Linked DNA regions of Mus musculus: region 1 is linked to region 2. Evidence: chromatin contacts called from public HiChIP or PLAC-seq data. All regions are on one chromosome and are shown on one strand. The core of a region is the stretch at or near the end of the contact, and the rest is flanking DNA. Distances in the headings are between cores, read along the strand shown. Region 1 overlaps Exoc6b (exocyst complex component 6B). Region 2 overlaps Cyp26b1 (cytochrome P450, family 26, subfamily b, polypeptide 1).

Region 1 (6,443 bases), core at 408-2,907, 320 kb after region 2:
AAACCAAGAAGTTACTTGAGGATTTTAACGTGAATAATGAATGATATGTTGACCAAACTGGTACACATTAAAATAAAAAGTAAGAATTGAGTGAGAACTGAAATCAACTCTCAGGATTCAGAGTTTGTTGGTGGCCTGACAAGAAGCCGGTCAGAGCTAACTGTGATCTACAGTTCCTCAACTAAGGAAGGAAGCTGTCATTTGTCATACACAGATTCAATAAGAATAAACAGGGACCTGAAAATACATACTAAACAAAATGAAACGAAAAGGGAGAGAAAGTGGAAAAGGTCCATAAGTAATTACAATAAAGACCTGGCTGGTTTTTCCTGTGGCAATGGTAACTAGGTACATCACCAGCACAAAAAGAGAACAGATACATCTAAGCTGAGTTAGGCTGGCTCATGGTTGCAGAGCTGGCTCCCTTTCTTTCCTAAAGCAAACACTATCTCTTCCTCAGAGCACAACTTCTCTAACCAGGACTTTTCTCATAATCAAATGGCCTTGCTCTATACAGCAACTGCAATGCTCGCTGGCTGGTCACCTGGCACTCTACCTTCTGCTCCACTCCACCAGGCAAATCTTAGGTATCCCATACCTAATGAAGCTTCTGCTGTGAGAGCCAAGAGGCTCTGCCATGGGATCTCTTATTTCAAGTGACCACTCACCTCTATATAATAGCAGCATGGAAACTTTAAGGAAATTTATCTTGCCAGAAAAAAAAAAAAGGAGCTAAACACTAGGTAAACACAACATCAAAAGAAAAAACTGAAGATTTATAACAAAATTTAAACTACATAAAAATAATGTATGGACATGAAAAAAGACAAAGAAAATACACAGAGTAAAAATGGTATACAAGAAATGAATTGTTTATTTAGAACAATGTGGTCACTTATGATATATATAAAAGGATGAGAATTTTCTTGCCTAATTCTGAGCAGCACCTTCTGCCACAGCCTTGTTTCACAGGGTCTTCATACAGTTTGTTTATTTAGGTTCACTTTGTCAGAGAACCAGTTTCTCCCAAAAAAGGAACCCACAGGAAGCCATTCTCAGGCAGGACCTTGGCCATTGACCTGTCAGTGCCATCCTTACAGAATGAACAGCAATAGTAAGGGGCAGTTCCCTAGAGAACCACGAAAAATAAGCTTGCAGGCCTTTTAGCAAAAAAGGACATTGTTGCTAATGGTTAGGACTGGTCTATCTCCACGCATGTTTTCTAAAAGCTACCTCATACAAGATGGCAAAGTTCTATCCTGTCATCTGCAGCAAATCTGTTTTCTGTCTGTTTATAGTGTCCAGAACTATAGGTATTTGATCTAATATTTCATGGTCCTGAAACGAACATATAGAAATTATCCTAAGTACATGCATACCTGTCCGTTTGGAAAGCTCGAGACAGAGAGAGAGAGAGAGAGAGAAAGAGAGAGAGAGAGAGAGAGAGAGAGAGAGAGAGAGAGAGAGAGAGAGAGAGAACGCTAGGCAAAAAGTAAAGGAACAAAAAGAGGCTCCTGCTCTCCCTCCTCCACAAACAGCCCAGTATTTAGAAAGCCTTTCCCCCCTGCTCCCCTCTGAGAGCACACTAGGAGTGAGCACTGTGAAGAGTCAGAGAGTGCTGTGAGGATAGAGGCATGTCAAGTATGCACTGACTCATGCTGCTTTGAGCTGGATGTGTTTTCTCTGCTTCTGCTAATGAAAAAGAATCACTTACATCTACAGAAGGGAAGAGGGAAGAGCAACAAGCACTGCGTGAAGGAATGTCACCCTTCTGCAAGATGGAATGTGCTTTCCAAAATCTAAAAACACCGGTGGAGGAGAGCTCTGGGACAAGCAACTGCCTGGTGCACTAGCAGCAGCTTGTCTGGCCTCTAAGCTGCTCTAGTTCACAGGTTCTTCCTCCCTCCTTCCTTCACCTCCCCTCCCCTGGAGTTGCAAGGAATGATTCAAGCAGATTTAGGTTTCATCAGGGAGGGGTCCAAGGACACTTTCCTAAGCTAACAATGACTGCCTCTAATGGTTTCTGTCTCCTAACAAAAGCCATGACTCTTTTATCAGCGTCATCTAATTTTTCCTTTCCAAAGTAAATAACAGGGCCCTTGCATTTTACACATGTCCAAATTTGACAAATCATTATCCACGGAGACTGGAACTGATAAGAGATAACTTTGTGGTGGGACCCTGTCATTTCCTATTATAAAGACTTTCTTTGGGGCTACAAAAACATGATTAAAATAGTTAAACATTTCCTGTGCCTGGCAGTCAGGAACTCAAGACATTAAGACCCTGGAGTCTGTATTTTTCTAGAAGTTCAAATAGACCTAGGAAGATACCAGCAGTGACCACAAACAGTACACAGGGCACAGCCATGCATTGTATCTATTGCTAAGAACTTATATGAAATCACTTCATCACCAAGGACAGCAGCTGTCTAACTGCCTGAACAGTTCTAGGAGCAGTAAATGCCTCCCACCAGCCAAATACTTAGGATTTTCTAAAAAAAAGGAACCATTGGTAAGATTTTAGATGTTGTAGCTATGATTTGTACCCCCAGAGAATGTCATATAAGTTAAGAAACAAGCATTTTTAACAATACAAATAATAGCTATTAAAAGGGATGTTAGAGCAACTGAACACAGGAGCAAACAGGGAAACAATTACTTCATGTTAGTTCCATTTCACAATTATACAGACAATAACAGTTTCAACTAAGCCAATACTTTCCAACTGTTGTCTGAGTACTTGTTGAACATCACTTACATATGATGTGCATGCCCCAGTATCCAGCACACAAGCTACTCTATAAAGGACCAAAATGACTCAAGGGCAAAAGAGAATACAGGATAAGAAAAGCAAATGTATAAATGGAATTAATAAAACCTGAAAATGATCTTGTATCTACAAAGATATTATTTCTTGAAGATTTGAAGATTTAGAGTAAATGTGGACTATCACACAGTCAAGAAGAAAAGAATTAACATCTCCGATCATAAAACTGTTTGAGAAAGGCCAGGAGAGGATGGATTTATATGCTATCTTTTCCTTCTTTAATAGATCTTGCTTCAGGTAAAAGGAGAATGGAGAATGGGTGGTGGAAAGTCTCATCAAGCATAAGGAGGCACTATTACACATAAAGGAAGATTTCTGACTTAAAGTTAGCGATGCCACTCAAGCTTCAGCTAATGTTTCACTTAATACTTCCCTAGTCATCACTTCCCAGAAAGAGTCTTGGTAAGTAACTACCTCTGTTTTACACACTTACTAAGCAAAGCTAGTTAAGGTTGGGTGTCCTGGCAAGGCCAGGAGGCTAAGGCAGAAGGACCTGGAGTTTGAAACCAACCTAGACTACATCCCAAAATCTTGTCTCAAAAACAAAAATCTGTACACAAACTTATCTAACCTGATAAATGTTCCTGCTTTGTTGCTGAATAAGTGTAGTCTTATACAAGGGAAACTAAATACAAGAGAGAGTTCCTTTCTTCTCTGCATCCCAAAGCAACAAATGGATTATGGTTCCCCTGCACTGCTCATAAACACAGAACATTAGTCCACTCTAACTTTGCCGTTCACACTTTGCCTCAGAAGACAAGCACACAAATATCTGCTCTCCTCACCCTTGTGCACATTCCTCAGTTATTTTTCTCTTAAGAAACCTTTCAAAGTAGATGGACTGAACAAAAGGAGGCTCAAAGGAATTTAGGTATGTTTCTCACTAATTATTTGAGCCATTTTCCACCTTCAAAATCCTTCTGATTGCCACTACACACAAAGCAATTTCTTGGTATTGGTAAATGAGTGCAGGAACCAGGGCTTATTTCTAAGCATTAGATGGATCTGAAGTCATTAACTCTACCAGGCATTCTCTTCAGGGAGCAAACAATAAATGATTAGCTAGATAGAATAGGCCTTTGCATTCAGAAATTCAACTGAAGCTGCCCACATTACGTTTGGAAGCCAGGAAATACCTGCAGACATTTTTCACCAGGATGCTTTCTAAACTACTTTGCTTCCAGAAGTTCAGAGAAAATTAAGATAAAATTCATTTGACCATAGGCTCTCATAAAGAAGACTAGACATCACAGACTAACAAACCAGGAGGAAGCAGAAGTCATGTAAGTAAAATGATGCTCTAAGCTTTGACCAGAGCTCAGTCCTGAAAAGTTAGAATTCCCTTATAAAGTTGCTCTAAAATAATTAGGAACCTTTATGAGAAATCCCTAAAAGGGCTAACATTTAAGTTGTTCAAGTATTTGTCCTAAACATAAGAAGTTTAAAAAAAATGAACATTTTTCCCTTATTGAGACACTGTAAAACCTCTGTGGCTAAAACCAAAGGATAATCTCTTCAAGATTCTCAGCTTCGGTCTGAAAACCTCAACAGTCTTTATTTAACTAGAGTCCAGTTCATGTAGATACTCAAAATCATTAGGGACGGGGTAGGTTAACAGTAAACTCGATACTGAACACAAAAGGCTGAAGAAATCAGGGTGAAAAAAAATGTGCAGAAACAACTGCTACAGCACTCTATATATAAGGTCCTTGTCCCCATAACATAGTCCTAAAAATCTGCATATTGAAGGGGGTGGTGGGAAAAAAAGGGAAGAGAATGGGGTAGAAAGAGGAAAAGCAAAAAGCAGAATAGTAGGTAACAAAAAGAGATACAACACTTTCACAGGTCGGCTCTAGTTTAAAAATCATTTTAAAAATGAAAAGACATGAGGCAACTTCACCCACCATTCCAGGGATAAAAACGAAACCTATACCAAGATGCCACTCTTCCTGTGAAAGTGGGAAAAAAAACTGAAAAGAAACCATCTTAGAAAAAAACTGAAAAGATATATTTTTTTTAATCTCTGTTAAGGTAAATAGTAAATAGATGTGAGTGTAGGATCCTTACGTAGGATCTCAAGACCAGACAGGATACAACAACTTCAGGATAAATGTGCAAGGTGTCTTCCAGAACAACTGGCTTATTTTACATATCCACACCAGTGTCTCATGACACAGTGACATATGACAGTCTTGCCAGTACTGTTTTTGCTGGTATACTTTTAATATACCTACTGTAATAGGTGTGAAGTTGAAACAACATTTTTATAAGAAAATGTTAGAAATCACTATGCTTCCATGTATGGACTGACCCACTGAACTAAACTAAACTACACTACATACAAAAAGGAACCCTTCCTATTCAGTAGTGAAGTTAGAATGAGAAGAGTTTCCATGAACCAACATGGTCTTCAGAGAATATTTTCACATGAAAAAATATGTATTATGCTATATAACATTATGAATAATAAAAGACACATATATGCACTAATAATGCTGGCAATGCAGAGGCTAAGCAGAAGGGGGCAAAGGATGGGGATGGAGAAGGGATTTCACACAATACAACTTCTCATGTAACTCTGCCTTTTGAAGCAGGTTTATACTCAAAAATTTTAACTGCTAAGGTTGGAGGGAGCCTAAAATACTATTAGACAGATTTAACCCACATAAAAATTAACTAGAATGTGACATGCACGCCTGCCTGAAGATACAGGAACATTGCAAGAATAACCTGTGATGGAGGACATAACTGGGGGATCTGCATGTGGGCTGCTTATTCGGTAGCAGCACTGTTCAAAGATGAGTTTCTGAATACGATCACTATGTTGCAATGAAATCAAGGAATGCCATTCTCAAGAAACAATATGGCCTTTGCCATTTTCTCCTCAGCAGCTCCGTTCAGGGAGAGGAAACATACGTGGCCAGGTCTTTCAATAATGATTTCACAGAAAGGAGATAAGCAACACATATATTCTAAGTGATGTGTCTGGAAGAACGTAAATAAGATGTTTAAAATATGCTCTAGCCGGGCGTGGTGGCGCACACCTTTAATCCCAGCACTCGGGAGGCAGAGGCAGGCAGATTTCTGAGTTTGAGGCCAGCCTGGTCTACAAAGTGAGTGCCAGGACAGCCAGGGCTACACAGAGAAACCCTGTCTCGAAAAACAAAAACAAAAACAAAAACTTTTTATGCTCTAAAGTTTCCATTCACCCTTCTAATGCTCCTTTTGTCACCTGGTTATGTGTACAAACACCTGCTTTACATCTAACTATAAGCATATATAATGTTGGGAGCACATGAGAAAGGCTGCTATCATTTCACAGTGTACTCTGCTAATCAAAAGATATCACAAAAGAAATACCTAGGGCTGCTAATCAGTATGATAAAACACTATCTTCTCATCCCTCATTTTTGGATGAAGAGCTAATATAGACAATATCATATTTCCCTCAGAAAGAGGGTAAGGCAATGACTGGCAGCTACTGCTTGCAGGCAGGCAGTCCACGGAGAGTCTGCCACCGTGCTGCTGGGGTTCAGTCTACTACTTCCTATGATGAGGAAGAGTCTCAAGTAGAAAAGTCCTGACTTTTATGTAAATTCGCTTAGGAAGTGACA
Region 2 (6,734 bases), core at 761-3,260:
ACCTTCCAGACAAGGGATCATGGCTGTGTTACCTAGACTCAGAGCCAGCTGTAAAAGGGGACCTTAATGCTGAGGGAAATGAGGAATAAAAAAATGATCCCAAAGATTTTTTTAGTGAGATAGCTCCACCCACAACATGATGGCCATGCCGGGGACCAAGCTGAAGTTGAATCCTCAGGGTCCCTATTTTAAAAGATTTAGAATCCCCTGAGCTGGGAGCCAGAGACAGGAGGATTCTGGTGTTTGAAAGCCAGCCAGCCCATCTGTCTACTTGTGGAGTTCTGGGCCAGTGAGAGACCTCATCTGAAAAAGCAAGGTGGCCACTAGAGAAATGGCTCAGCCTTTAAGAGGCCCTGCTGCTTTCCCAGCTGGGATTAAGTTTGGTTCCCGGCACCCACTGCAAGGGGCTCACAATGGCATGTAACTCTAGCTTCAAGGGATATGATCTTTTCCAGCCTCCATTGGTATCTCCACACATTTGTACACACACACACACACACACACACACACACACACACACACACACATGTTTTAAAAAAAAAAGTGAGTCAGGCATGAAGGTCTTTAACCCCAGCAGTCTGAAGCAGAGGGAGATAGGTCTCTGTGAGTTCAAGGCCAGCCTGGTCTGTATAGCAAGTTCCAGATCAGCCAGGGATAGAGAGGGAAAACTTGTCTTCAAAATAAAAAATAAGGTGGATGGTTCCTAGGAACCACACTTGAGACTGACCACACAGACACACACATCTGCGCACATGTGCACCTATACACACATGCACACTATCTCTCACATTCTGCTGTTAGGGCCCAAACCTGCTAAATCTCCTCAGAACCTCTTTGGCGGGCTGTGGAAGCCAAGAACTCACTCCTTCAGGCTGGAACACACGCAAAACAAGGCCTCTCGGAGCCACTCTAGATCCCAGGCTGAGACCCCATGTTCTCCAAGGCTGCCTGGGCCAGACTCAGTCCCAGGCACTAGTCCAAGGCTAACATTTACTATCTCTCATCAATGGCTCTGCTCTGCCATCCCCTGCCATCCCGGGGGTACTGTTATTAGGACAGGAGCTCTGTGTGGCCCTGGGCCTGATGCCAACAAGGCCTTGGAGATGGCAGAGCCGGGGATGCCTGTGGGGTAGGTCACTCTCTGAGGACCGTGAAAGCTGTCACTCTCTAAAAGCTGCCTGCCAACTACAGCATCTGCACAGGGCATTAGCAGAGTGGGGATTCTCACAGAGACACGGCTCCAGGCCAGATTGCTCATTCTTTCTCTTTGCTTAAGCTTTGTATGTGTGTGCATGTGTGTGTGTGTGTGTGTGCATGCGTGTGTATGTGTGTGCATGCGTGTGTGCATGTGCTTGTGAAGCAACCAACCTATGGTCACACATGTGCGAAGATAAATGTAAGCCTGGGGCGTGGTGTTTGTTCCAGCCTCTTCAAGCATGGACCCTGTTGTAATTGAAAAGTAAACATGAAGGCAATAGCCACACTGCATTGCTAGAATCCAGAAGAGGTGCTGTCACCATGGGAGCGCTTGTGTATAAACTGTGACCTTAATCTTTACACGGTGGTACACACCCTGGGTGAATCCTTAGGAATATACTTCGATTCACATCATGGAGGTCAGCAAGATGACTCAGTAGGTAAAGAGATTGCCACAAAGTCTCCTGACCTGAGTCATTCCCCATTCTGGTGACCCACATGGTAGAAGAAAAGAAGTGACTACAAATTGTCCTCTGACTCTCGCGTGTACACTTGAAAAATATAGATTAAATAATTTTAAAATCACACAAATGTGTGTGCATATTAAAGCTTCAATTCCCCAGAACTGCCAAAATTACCATCATATACATACATATGTATGCAAATGCATATGTCTGTATGTGTGCCTCCTATTTCACATCCAGTCTCTACGGTGGCTCAGCCTTCTCCTTGGGCTCCTCCACCCTGCTCTCCCCACACCAGTGTGAGCCACTCACAGCGCTGCTATAGAGTTTCAAACAGAATCCTAAGGAAGCTGGGCAGAAACCTGGCCCCCAGAGTGCACGCCTGCGCAGCCCCTCCCCTGGGGTGTGAAAGGGACTCTTAAGACAGAATCCACGGTGACGATGTTCTCAGCAATGTAAAAGGAAGTAATGTCCCTAACCTGTTAATTTAGGTTGAGCGTTTTTCCTGAAGAAAGAGAGAAGGGAAGAAGGAAGGTGGGAGGGAAGACAGGCAAGCAGGAAGTACTTTGGCATAACCAGAGATCTCAAGGCCAGAGACAGGCTCGGGAGAGACACCTCCGTTAGCCCACAGGAAGCAACTGCCTCGGTGCAGTGCTATGTGGTAAGTCAGGAGGTGGCCTTTAAGACCAAGAACTTGAATCTTGCCACTGACCTGCTCTGGCCTCTGCTTCAGGCTGTCTGTCATGTACTGCCAACTGTCCCTACTCTGGGGCACCAGTTGGAAGAAGTCAGATACCTGGCCAGGGGTTGGTACATGACTCAAAGTGAGCCAATTAGGGTCCTTGCTCAAGTGGGGGTAGAGAGCCTGAGGCCTTCTGAGGGTATCAGCTCATAGTGAGATCCCCAGGATACACCCCAGGACCACCAGTCACCACCTGCCCTACTTACCTTATCTCACCAAGCCAGGGTCCCAGAGCAAGATATTTTGAGAAGGAAGGGCCTAGAAAACCTAGCCAGATCAATCAAGAAGAGCTGTTATGGGTGCAGCCCAGGACTCCAGCCTTCCAAACTACCCCTATTCCCTCCCAGGTTAGACAGCACCCTGTCCACACAGCCAGAATGAAGAGCTAGGAGGCCCAGGAGATAGCAGAGCCAGTGCAAGGTGGGCCAGCTCAGCCTCTTCTGGGGGACATGGAGTTGGAGGGGAGAAAGCTATGGGAAGAAAGGCCCCAGACTGCTCATTATTGTCCCAAGACCAGAGCCTAGAGCCTCAGCCAGGCATGAAGCCTGCTTTTGATGTCTCCTCCTCTGTCTCTCTCCTACCCTTTCCCCTCCCCCTCTTCCTCTTTTTGTTCCTGCCTGCTCCCTTTACTCCCTCCCCTGACTTGCCCCTTCCCTTTCTCTGTCTCCCTCCTTCCCTCCCAACCTTCAGGCATAGCTGGCTGCCTCTCACAGCTCACCCTGCTGGCCCTGAGGTCCTGGGCAGCCAAGCCCAGCCAAGGCCAAGGCAATTTTGGGAAAGGGCTGGAAGATGTCTGAATGTGGATCTTCTAAGTTCTCTCCAAACTGGTGCCCCAGTCCAGGGACAAACAGTGTCCCTGTTTATCTGTCCAGTGTCTGTATGCTCCTTTCAGGCCTGGGAAGCTCAGCCTACAGCTGGCTGGGGAAAGGGGAGGGAGAGCAGCTAAAGTCATTGTCCCCTCCCCACCACCACCAGCTCAGCACCATGTGGAAGGCAGGGAATGAGCTGATGAGGGGACCAGCTCCCCATCTGGCTCCCTGCCAGTGCAAGGCAGGGGGTCAGGCCAAGGGTAGCCCTGGGGCCCCGCTGCAGCTCCATTTGCTGTCACAGGGATGGATGGAACTCACACCCAGACAAACCATGGCCTCCCTGGAAAGGTTCCCAAGACATCCAGTCCCTGCATTGCTGCGACTGCTGGCTGGACCTGGGCCAGCCCAAGAGAGCTGCGGTGAGTACTGGCCACTACAGGGCACCTGTCCCCAGCCCTTCTCTTGGTTTCCCTGTGACCTTAGGAAGGTCACTGCAGGATTCTGCTTTTATGGAGGAAACAAATCCCCCCTGACTTTGTGGAAGGTGGAAGGATGGGGTGAGCAGATCCAGGGATGGGAGGTGAGAAGACCGCATTCACCATACAGAAGAATAGGTGCCCAAGGTCTGTAACTATCCTGCCCTAGTGCCACTATCGGCTTCTGTGATCCAGGCGGAACAAACAAGGCCCTGTGTCCCAATGCGCCTGGGCCAGGGTGCTGTGGGCAGAGCCATTGTGAGAAAGAACAGAGGCGACCACACAGTGACTTTTGTCAGGTGAGCCTGGCAGTGGCCACTCCAGGATTTGAGACTCCAGCTGTGCTTCCTGGCTCCTGGTCTCCACCCCCCACCCCACGACTCCCACAGCCCTAGTCCCTAGAACCCTCATGGACATTGCTTGTCCCCATCCTGTAGTCTTGTCTTTCCACAATCTCCACCCCAGGCCTCCTGGACAGTCAGGCTACGGATGGAGTGAACACCTGGCAGAGATGCTGGGGTCTGGGCATGTACATGATCCTGCGACACCCATGAAACAGATTTGGAGGATCATTTGCCTAGGCGAAAGGCGGAGCTCAGAACGGGGAGCCCCCTCCCGCAGCTCCCGTGGTTGTTTATGTCAGCCATCATAGCTCAAACTGATGAATAAGCCTTCAAGCTGTGGGTCATTGGGTCCGGTGCAAAGACCTGGCATATCTGGTCACAGTCACACTTGACAGGGGTGTGGCCTCCCTGCAGCCTGTTCCCTGTCAGGCCCTGGACCTTGTCACAGCTTGTTCCTTGTGTAGGAATGTGGAGCGGAACTCCACAACACATCCCAGAGCTTTCTCACAGGATGGTCTAGGCATTGCTGATGGGAATACGGAGAGCCCCAGGAGCCTTCTAACGAGTCTGAAGGGCGAGAGACCAGACAGCCAACAGAGACAAGGGTGAGTCCCCACAGTTTATTACGGAAGCCAATAAAAGAGCCACATTGAGTATTTCACAAAATGCATGGCATTCATTGTTGTAATATGCAACACGGAATATTATATACACATCAAAACCACACGACAGCCAAAACACACACACAGCACCAGCTCATACCAAAACGAGACACACAAGTGCTTTCTCAATATTAAAACAACTGTGATAAAAGCATATTAATATTTTGAACCATGTTTACAATAAAGAACAATTCATATTTTACTAAATAACAAATATTTAACAGCAAAAACTTTATACTAAATATCTATTTTGAATTATAACAAAAATAGTACTTATAATAGTTTATAAAGACAGACACAAAATTATAACATTTATGAAAAAAAAAGTTTTGTGTATAAAATAATAGAAATCTGGGCCGCATCAAAATGGCTGCCCAGGATGCACACGCCAGCGCCTAACTTTGAAAGTGCTTCAATCTGCAAGCCCGTGGCAGGAATTTTTGTGGGGTTTGTTTTTTTTTTTTAAATGTCAAGTTACAATAGTTAGGAATGTGAGACTACATCACCCATTAATGCTACCACAACGAGACACACGAACACGGAACAGACACATCTACAGAGGTGAGACGGGTATCACACCGCAGGTGCTGAGGCGAGGTCTCTTTTCCTGTTACCTCTGAGACCCATCCGGGCAGACCATCTTTTCTTCCTCCCACCCCCACAGGGATCCCCTTCAGCTTTTCCTTCACACTTCCTCGGCCGGCCCCCTGAAAATGAAGGCCTCTGACGCCTGGAGGGGCCCCCCAGTGCCCATCCCTCACCAGGACCAGAGTCACATGCCACATCGTCAGTCTGAAGCAGATGGCTGCAGGCAGGCAGGGTTAGCGTGCAGGAAGATGAGCCTCCCGGGCACTGGTCTGTGGGGTATGGGCAGCATGCACCTTTTTCATAAACTTTGCTGAGTCTTTACACAGTCTGGCCTGTTTTAGAACAGGGAAAGGGAGCTGAGGGCTGACAGCTATGTTTGACTCCACAATAATTTTGCTGGGATTCTAATGCTGTAGTTTGTTCTGGTTCTGTCAGAAAAAAAAAATGCAGACCAGTGAAACATCAAGAAATGTGGCTCATAGGATGTTCTGTGTGGCTGGTGAGATGTGGCTGACCCTCATGACAGTGGCCATCCAGGGTCAGATCGATATGGACTGTCATTCTGTGCCTCTGTTTTCTGGAGAAAAAGAGCCACTACCTTAGTAACAGGCAAAAGCCATGGACGGAAAATGAAGGGGAATCTGAAAACAGACAAAATTGCCTAGAGACACACCAGAACCCCAAACCCTTCCCAGGAAGGTCCCACATGGCCAACCCTCAAAATGCCAGAGGCAGGAATCCCTCGTCTTCCACCCAGTCATCTTCCACACCCCCACTGGCCTTTCTGCAACTGAACCACTTCTGACAAATCACTTATGCCCTGACCTCAATCGCCCTCATCTTCCTCCTCTCCTTCTCCATTGCTTTCTAGCTACAGCCTCCCCTGCAGCTTCTCCAGACCCCACAGGGCCTGAAGCAGCTCAGAGAGAGGACTCTCTTTCCACCTTACCTCTCTGCTTTCTTCTCTACCCCAAACCCTGGGCTGGGCTTAGCAGACAGTGGCATGGGGTGGGAGTGGTTATGGGGTGGGGGACTCTTCCAAGAGCAAAGGGGCAGAGAGCTAAGGAAGGGAAGACAGAAGTCCCTTCAGAAGAACCCGTATCCTTATTCATCCTCACCAGGGGAGTGGCTGGCACTGGGACAGGCAGTGAGTGAACAGGAAGTGGTGGCCCCTAGACCCACATGCCCAGGGCTTTGACAGCCTGGGAGGAGGTGCTAAGTACACCTGGCAGAGATGCAGGGTGTCTGACTCTGAGGTTAAACTACATCTTTTGCCTAGAGCCCAGCAGGGCTGTTAACCCTCTACCAAAGAACTGGGTTAGACCAGACACACTGTCTTCTTGCCTCACTGAAGCCCTGGAAAGGACAGAGGCTGGCAGGTGTGTGCGTGTGGTGGCAATGGCGGTGTGTAGGTGTTGGGGGAGGGTGCTCCAGACCTCAGTCTGGCCAAGG

What was found. HiChIP or PLAC-seq counts read pairs in DNA pulled down with a chosen protein or histone mark.
Region 1: a FOXA1 HiChIP or PLAC-seq map of pancreatic cancer cells shows a contact between it and region 2. The contact joins two enhancer-like sites. A contact is called at or near these places in 1 of 15 datasets of contacts at CTCF or cohesin (the NIH/3T3 cell line), 3 of 484 Hi-C or Micro-C datasets (the MNK3 cell line, bone marrow-derived macrophages and granulosa cells) and 5 of 115 datasets of contacts at active chromatin or transcription factors (embryonic basal ganglia, embryonic hindbrain, embryonic midbrain and 2 more).

The regions. Positions count from the first base shown.
Region 1 is chr6:84,891,479-84,897,921 of GRCm38.p6, forward strand. All of the region lies in intron 7 of Exoc6b (exocyst complex component 6B), which reads right to left. Among named protein-coding and RNA genes, the nearest start is that of Exoc6b, 170 kb to the right of the region's middle. Within about 2 kb of position 1,658, at least 69 of the 459 cell types and tissues checked have an H3K27ac peak or open chromatin away from gene starts, as enhancers often do. A contact at or near this core is called in pancreatic cancer cells, where this site is marked.
Region 2 is chr6:84,566,786-84,573,519 of GRCm38.p6, forward strand. It overlaps Cyp26b1 (cytochrome P450, family 26, subfamily b, polypeptide 1), which reads right to left. Exons shown (of 7, transcript NM_001177713.1): 7 at 4,629-6,734. Among named protein-coding and RNA genes, the nearest start is that of Cyp26b1, 24 kb to the right of the region's middle. Within about 2 kb of position 2,011, at least 36 of the 459 cell types and tissues checked have an H3K27ac peak or open chromatin away from gene starts, as enhancers often do. A contact at or near this core is called in pancreatic cancer cells, where this site is marked.